Linked DNA regions of Mus musculus: region 2 is linked to region 1. A link is a contact called in public promoter capture Hi-C data. All regions are on one chromosome and are shown on one strand. The core of a region is the stretch at or near the end of the contact, and the rest is flanking DNA. Distances in the headings are between cores, read along the strand shown.

Evidence for each region. Promoter capture Hi-C pulls out the DNA fragments that hold promoters and counts their contacts.
Region 2: a contact with region 1 is called in a promoter capture Hi-C map of embryonic stem cells, with 13 read pairs. The contact joins the promoter of Chrnb4 here to the promoter of Crabp1 in region 1. A contact is called at or near these places in 2 of 39 promoter capture datasets (both in embryonic stem cells) and 1 of 115 datasets of contacts at active chromatin or transcription factors (embryonic stem cells).

Annotation. Positions count from the first base shown.
Region 1 is chr9:54,762,894-54,766,603 of GRCm38.p6, reverse strand. It overlaps Crabp1 (cellular retinoic acid binding protein I), which reads right to left and starts at 1,856. Exons shown (of 4, transcript NM_013496.3): 1 at 1,633-1,856; 2 at 943-1,121. The coding sequence starts at 1,702.
Region 2 is chr9:55,046,758-55,050,467 of GRCm38.p6, reverse strand. It overlaps Chrnb4 (cholinergic receptor, nicotinic, beta polypeptide 4), which reads left to right and starts at 1,924. Exons shown (of 6, transcript NM_148944.4): 1 at 1,924-2,024. The coding sequence starts at 1,973.

The sequences.
Region 1 (3,710 bases), core at 607-3,106:
TTCTCTTGGTTGTTAGATATAGTGGTGGATGCCGGTAATCCTAGAACTCCAGCGGATTATGATGGAGTATTCGGAGATCACCAGGTTTACGTGGAAACTGCAGGCTACCCTAGTCAGGGCTGCATAGCAAGCCCCAATTTCTCATAAATCAATCTCTCTCTCTCTCTCTCTCTCTCTCTCTCTCTCTCTCTCTCTCTCCCTTTCTCTCCTCTCTCTCCCTCCCTCCCTCTCTCTCCCCTTCTCTCCTCTCTCCTCTCCCTCCCACCTCCCTCCTCTCTCTCTCCCTCCTTCTCTTCCCTCCCCTCTCTCCCTACCCACCTCTTTCTGTCTGTTCTAAGTCCTTGAGGACTTAGAAAGGACATTTAGTACATTGTCTGAACTAGAACATGCGTTGCTTCTTTTACTTTTGGAAGAATCTCACCATTCCCTTAAAGACCTCGGTTGAACACGGAAGGGCAGGAAGAGGTGATGGGTGCGGGGTCCGGGGTGTGTGTGCATGCGCGCGCGCGCGCGCGCGGCGGGGACGGAGGGGGGGGGGATCCGGGCTGTGCAACTGGATCCGAATCCTTGCCCTACAGTCCAAGGACCCAGGGGGCGGGATGCTAAATCAGCCACTTCACCTATGACAGGTAAGTAGGCAGCTGCGCAGAACAGGAGGCAGCAGCGGTCCCAGGAACCTCTCTACCTATGCAGCCAGAGCTAGCGCTGAAGGCGCCGCTAGCGAGGCACTAACCAGGACCACACACCCACCCAGAGTTCAAAGCGCGCGCGCGCGCCTTTTGGCGCCCGGGTGATAGATAGTATGAGGGGAACCTCGGGTAGGGCTTTCTCCTGAGCCCAGGACCATCAGGTCACACAAACTTCCCGTGACACACCCTGCAGCGGGTCAAGGGTTTTAATGGGGGGGTACCCGGGAAGGAGGTGCGGTCTCTGGAGCCTCACCCTGCATTTGCGTCCGTCCACTGTCTCCTCCTCGAAGCCCTCTCCGACCTTGAAGTTGATCTCCGTGGTGCGCACAGTAGTGGATGTCTTGATGTAGAACTGATCCCCGTCTTGGCGGATCTCCACGTGCGGCTTAGACGCAGCCGCCACGGCCACCTTCCTCAGCATGGCGTTCACACCTGCGCAAGGAAGCATAGATTCGGGTCTCTGGTCCTCACCCACTGGTCTCCCCCAGACCTGTTTGGCACTTCCCAAATCCTCTGGCTTTAGACGGGGCTCTTAAATTAGTCCCACTTGTCTCTTTCCTCCCTTGGGTTTTAGAGAAGAAAACCCGAGGCTTAAAGTCGGCAAGCGGCTTTCCTGAGTTACCCAGGGCTTTCATGGCAAGATCTGGTCTTTTAAAAGCCCCAGTTTAAAGTCCCTGCTCTTCACTGTGATCTAGCACGAGATAAAGATGGGACCGTCGAGAAAGGCGCCAAATGTCCAGCAAACGTTAGTTGAACTCCCTGGGGCTGGAGCCCGCTCTCCTCTGCGACCTGGGTTTGGGGGGTGGGGGAACCTCAAAGGAAACAGAGATTCATCACTCCGTTGACTCCCTCCTGCCTGAACCTACCCAGGCCACCCTCTCTGGGACCCGGGCGCCTCGCAGCTGCTTCTAACAGACCGGACATACTCTCTGTACCAGCTTACCCAACGCCTTGAGGAGCTCGTCGAAATTCTCGCTGCTGCGCATCTTCCAGGTACCGGCGAAGTTGGGCATGGTGGCAGTGGTGTTGGCTGTAGCGGCGGCGCGAAGGCAGGGGCAGGCACCCACCTCTGCTGCGGAGCGGTCGCACGCTGCGTTGCAGAGAGACTGGCGTTCTGCGCCCAGCCGCAAGCGCCTTGAGTCGCTAGGGTAGCGCCCCCCCCCTTCTGGGGCCCCGCCCTCAAGTCCCGCCCCTGCCCTGCGTGCACGAGGGGCGGGGGGTGGCCCACGAGGGGTGAGCCCGACTCCCCGCCCTAAGGCGCCCCTCACCATTCCTCATCTTCTCAGCCACTAGTGATGCAACTTGGAACTTGCTCTCCCCTGGTGCCTCCTCCACCACGCCGCCCACATTCTGTTTTAAACTGGGTGGTAGGAGAGGGTTTAATGAAGCTAGGTCGGCCTGGAGGAGATACATGAGGCTAGCTAGGTAGTGGGGATTCAGGGGAACGCGACATTCTTTCTCTACTTTTGCCTATGTTTGAAAATATCTGTTAGTAGTAAGGCCATAGGCATGGAAGCCACTTTCTTTCCACCCATACTTTCTGGCTGCCACTAGCCGGTCGAATTTGCTCTGTTCGGCTTTTCAGTTAGCATATGGAGGACCAATTAGAGTGGCGGGAAAGGCCCAGCCCCTACCCTTGCTTATCCCGGGCATGGAGGCACGGAGGTACCAAGGCAGGTTCAAACGGGTGCTGGAAACCAAGCCTCTCATGCAGGTTTTCTGCTTAAGTTAGAAGGGAGCCCAGACCAACACCGTCCCTTTGTTGTTGCCTAAGGGACGGAACAAGCAAAATGCAGGGAAATGCGGCAGCTTATTTTGTAAAATTGCGGGTTTGAGCTCTGCAGTCCTACTGGGAAGGCCTAGCAAGAAAGCCTAGCTCCTGCCTTTGCTCTAACAGATCTGAAAATCAACGCCAGAGCCCAGAGTCTCCACTAAGGAGTGTACACACAGGTCCCTGTGCCTTACCAGCTTTCAGACCTCAACATTTCCTTGCAGCCTCTTTCCACTGTTTCACCATTGCTACACCTCAGCCAAACTGCCCAATTCAGGATCTTAGAACCTGCCACGGGTGGCTCCATATCAGCCGTTGACCATGCTGCTCGAGGTCCCCAAAGGTCACTTTTCCTTCATGGGCTGAAAAAAAAAAAAGCTTGCCCACTCCTCATGACACAGGTGTTGTAAAATTCTGTTTAGGTCCTAAGCAGATTACTTTCCTCGGAATTGACAGGATTCCTTCTGGTCCAGTCTTCCCTGTGAAAATAGGCCATTTAGAGCTCAGCGATCAAAGTTGATCAATGCACCCTCATTTCCTCAGGCTCAGCCAGGTGGGGCTCAGAAGTGAATCGATTCTCAAAAGATGCAGATGTTCTGAAGCCTAGAGGTGATTGTGGGGTGAGGATTCCCCGAGGACCTGGGGTTGGTTCATGCTGAATGCTGCTAACAGAAGAGGGCCTCTGTACTTCTAGAAGGGACTGCAATTGGTCTTCTGCCCAGGGGCCCTGAGAAGCCATCTAAGACAGATGAAGACAAGAGAGTGGAGAGGGGCCATCATGGGCTGGGAAAGGGTGTGTGGGGACAACAACTTCTTACATGTGCCATCTGTGCCCACATGGGGCCGTATGCTTAGAAGAAGTTGGTAACTGAATTGGAAAACAGAAAGCAGCTCTGGTGTGGACATCTTGAAGTATTTCATGTATTTACTTTCATGTCTTTATGTATTATGTGTGGTATGTGCAGGTGCACATGTCTGAGGTCTCTACCCACTCTTCACCATACTCTTGGAGACAGGTTCTCACTGAATCATCAACTGAGCAAGACTGTTTGGCCAGCAAGCCCCGATGCTGGCCGATTGATCCCACGTCCACCTCCCCGGTGCATGCCTGTATTTTCATGTGGTTGCTTGGGATCAGAACGCAGGTCTTCGTATTTGGACACTTTCTCATCGGAGCTTCTCCCAAGCCCTCCGTCTTGAAATGTTTAATCTTTGAAAAGATTATATACCTGTATATACCTTGTGCTCTG
Region 2 (3,710 bases), core at 675-3,174, 280 kb before region 1:
CACATGTCTGCGTGTACCTCATGGGACTCCTTTTCAGTTGTCTGCAGAAATATTTTGTCTAAAGTGAATTCTCTGGTTTTTATTTTATTGTCTGTCTGGTTGCTTAATTTATTTGCAGCTCTTGGTTTGTAGGCACATTTTGCTCTTTTAAATCTGAGATGTATAGGAAAACTACAAGTACCATATAAGGAACTTTTTGTTTGTTTGTTTGTTTGTTTTTGTTTTTTCAAAACAGGGTTTCTCTGTGTAGCCCTGGCTATCCTGGAACTCACTTTGTAGACCAGGCTGGCCTCAAACTCAGAAATCTGCCTGCCTCTGCCTCCCAAGTGCTGAGATTAAAGGTGTGTGCCACCACACCCGGCCCATATAAAAAAATTTGTCTTTAAAAAAAAATCATTACAAGGTTTTTTGGTTTTTTTTACTAACAAATTGAAAAAACAGCTACTGACTCACATGTGTAAGAAATCCTACGACAATATAACGGATGTTTCCTGACTAGAGGGCTTTTTAAGAAAGTTTACATTTTGTGCCTTTTAAATGTTTTGTATTGGTATATATTAATTATTTTTTAAAATGGGTTTGAGCTGGGTATAGTGGTGCATGCCTTTAATCACAGCACTCAGGAAGCAGAGTCAGGGGGAACTCTGTGAGTTTGAGGTTAGCCTAGCCTACATAGCAAGTTCCAGGACAGCCAGGGCTACATAGTGAGACCTTGTCTCAAAAAAAAAAAATGTTCGTTATGAGATTGTCATACATATGTATATAATAAGTTTTGGTCATTGACCACACCCTCCCAATTACTCTCTTTTGTCTCCTTCCCCTCACCTTTAGTCCTTTTGCTTTCTCCAGAATCTTCAATATGCTCTCTCTCCCCGCCTCTACCTACCGCCCATCCTGTGGCCCATCAGAGATAACAGAGCATACCTTAGACAGTCAGGACTACAGACAACTATCAGCAAGCAAACTCTCACACCCCACACCCCAGCATCCTGTCGAGGACTGGGGTGATTTCTGGCTCTTACCAAGGGTCTGCTAGTTCCACTTTATGTGAAAGGACCTACCCTTGCCTTTAGCTTCCAAAGCCCCACAGGTCACAGGCTTTGGCTTTCTACATCTCTTTCCCGGTTTGGGTTCAGGGAGAAGACGAACTTATTTTCAGTCCTGTTAGGTCTGTGGGTTCACCCTGTGAATCTGTTATTGCCGCAGTTTAAGGAGGAGAGGATGTCCTCAGACCTATCTTCTCGGAACCATCCTCAAGGCATTTCATCGACTTCTGTGCTTGTTGGTTTGCTTTTGTTTTTAAACTCCCGTGCCAACATGTCAGATTATAGCAAGAAGAAATCATCGGGGAAAGCGACTGGACTTCTGCCTTATTTTTAGGTCCAGAGGTCGTCCCTTCTCCAGGCCAAGTAAGCTCTGTTCACTTTGCCCCTGAAGCTGCTGGGTGCCCCTTAGTTGTCCCAGGTGCAGGGCTGTTTTGACTTGTCCTCTAACTTTAGATCCTGAAACTTAGCGTGGACCACCTAGGAGTGGGAAAGGCTAATGTATGCTTCTTTCAGCCACTTAAACTGCCTTGGGTAAGCCAGGCTAAGATTAAGATGGGTGAGGGGGACGCAGCCTGCCCTCTCAGACCCTCCCTTACCCTGTAACTCCACCCCTTCCCCAGTCCCCAAGACGAATGAGACAAGAGCTAGTCCACCCTCCCGAGTGCCACGCACTACCCGGCTCCTGAGTGTGAGAAAGTCTCGGGACCATCATCCATAGCCACAGGTTCCCCCAGACACACCCTGCTCTGGGTCTACCCCAAACTCCAGTTCAGTCCTCTAAGTGGGTGGGACCCACAGCAGCTTCCCAGGTGGGGAGCACAGGCTCCATCGGGTCCTAGTGCCGCCGGGCACAGAGAGACTGCCAGCTGGGACAGACGCTCACTCGCGGTTCCATTGTGGGGTGACCGGCAGCCACCCGGCCGGCCATGAGGGGTACGCCCCTGCTCCTCGTCTCTCTGTTCGCTCTGCTTCAGCCTGGTGAGTTCTTTTTAGAGAAGGTGGGAGGGACAAGGGTCGCAGTGTGGGAGGAGTGGCCGGACCAGCTGGGGAGTGGGCGGGGCAAGCCCTATGGGGATGCAGGCTGGCTTGGGTGGGTGGCCTGTGAGGTTTGGGGTCCCCGCTACCTTATTCCATGCTGCCAGGTCACCATCACTGACGAGTGTCTTCAAGCTGGGCAGTGCAGATCAGTCCCAGAGCTAAGAGGTCCCCAAAGGGTCCTCCGAGGCTCTTTCAACTCTAGTGAAGTGATGAACTTGCTACGGTATAAATGTGTGGGAGCAAGCCTGCTGTTTGGAGAGAGAGAGGGGTCACCAAGACACTAGCATTCCATATGTGCGAAGTATTTTTGCACTTTGGGGCAGGTCTTCCAGATATCACATATATGGTGGGCACTGCCATAGCTGGTCCCTAACCCTGCTTAGCTGAGGGCAGGTTGATGAACTGGGGTCTGCAGCTCACAAACTTAGCATTGACACTGAAGAGACTCTCTCAGCTCTCCTCCCCAGGTTCACTCAGACACAGTGAGGGTTTCTTCCAGACTCAGCTACCCTCCCCCTTAAATTCCAAGGTCCTTCGTAGCTTCTACCCCCACCACCTCAAGCTGTGTGCACACCAGCTTGTCCTCTGAGCTCCAATGGACCCAGAGAACCAAGGCTGCATCTTCCTCCCATAAAGATCACATCCAGAAGGTACTAGAATTAGGAGTGGGGAACAGTCAAGGTCTCCCAATCAAAGTAGTGTTGGCACAGTATGCATTATGGCTTTGGATCACTGCTGGGTGCCCCTATTCTGTTACCCTCTCTCAAGCTCCTTATCTGTTCCATGACAACAATCCGCCTTGCCTGTCATCTGACAAACACTGGCAGTATTTCTGAAGTATGGTCCCACTAGGCTGTCTGCACCTTCCTCTACAGACTCCTGAACCCCAGCCTAGGCTCAGGGGATCTGAACCTCTGGAAATGGAAGCTGGGGAATTGGCTTTTATATAGCCAGGTGATTCTGACCTGTGATTGGAGAAGCACTGATAGCATTTGGTGAGTTCCTTCTAAGACAGCATTCTGAGTTTCTAAGATGCTCACAGCCACCCTTTAGCGAGCACATATCTGCATCTCACAGGCCCCTCCTTCACTAAGCACATGCCCTCACCTGGCAAGCCCTGCCCTTCAGATACACACTTGCCAATGAGATTCTGTTAACCGTTGCATCCCCAGATAGCTCTCTATTTCTAGATTGGATATGCTTTCTCAGACTGGACACACAGAGAGACACTCACAATTCCACTATGGTTAAGAATCCTATCAGATTCTCAACCTTTCTCCTTTTCCTCAAGGGAGCATTCTTGCCAAGGAAAATCTCCAAAGGCAAGACCTTGTGCAGCAGCCAATGGGGCTCTCGTTTTTTTTTTTTTTTCAACATTGTATCACGATGACCTCTAGTGGTGGTTTATCTGCTTAACTGTATAAAGTTTGACTCCGTGAAAGCCCTCAGGAGCTGGTGGTGACCCTCTGACATGTTACTTATCTCTTGGATCTGACAGGCTCTGGAAAGCATTAGGAGTAGATGGCAAAGTCTGCCTATGTGCTCTTAGGGTTCCCTTTGGAGGTGAAAAGAGGGGGTGCATTTCAGCCATAACAGCCCTGCTGGTCATTTCACTTCTCTGCCCCA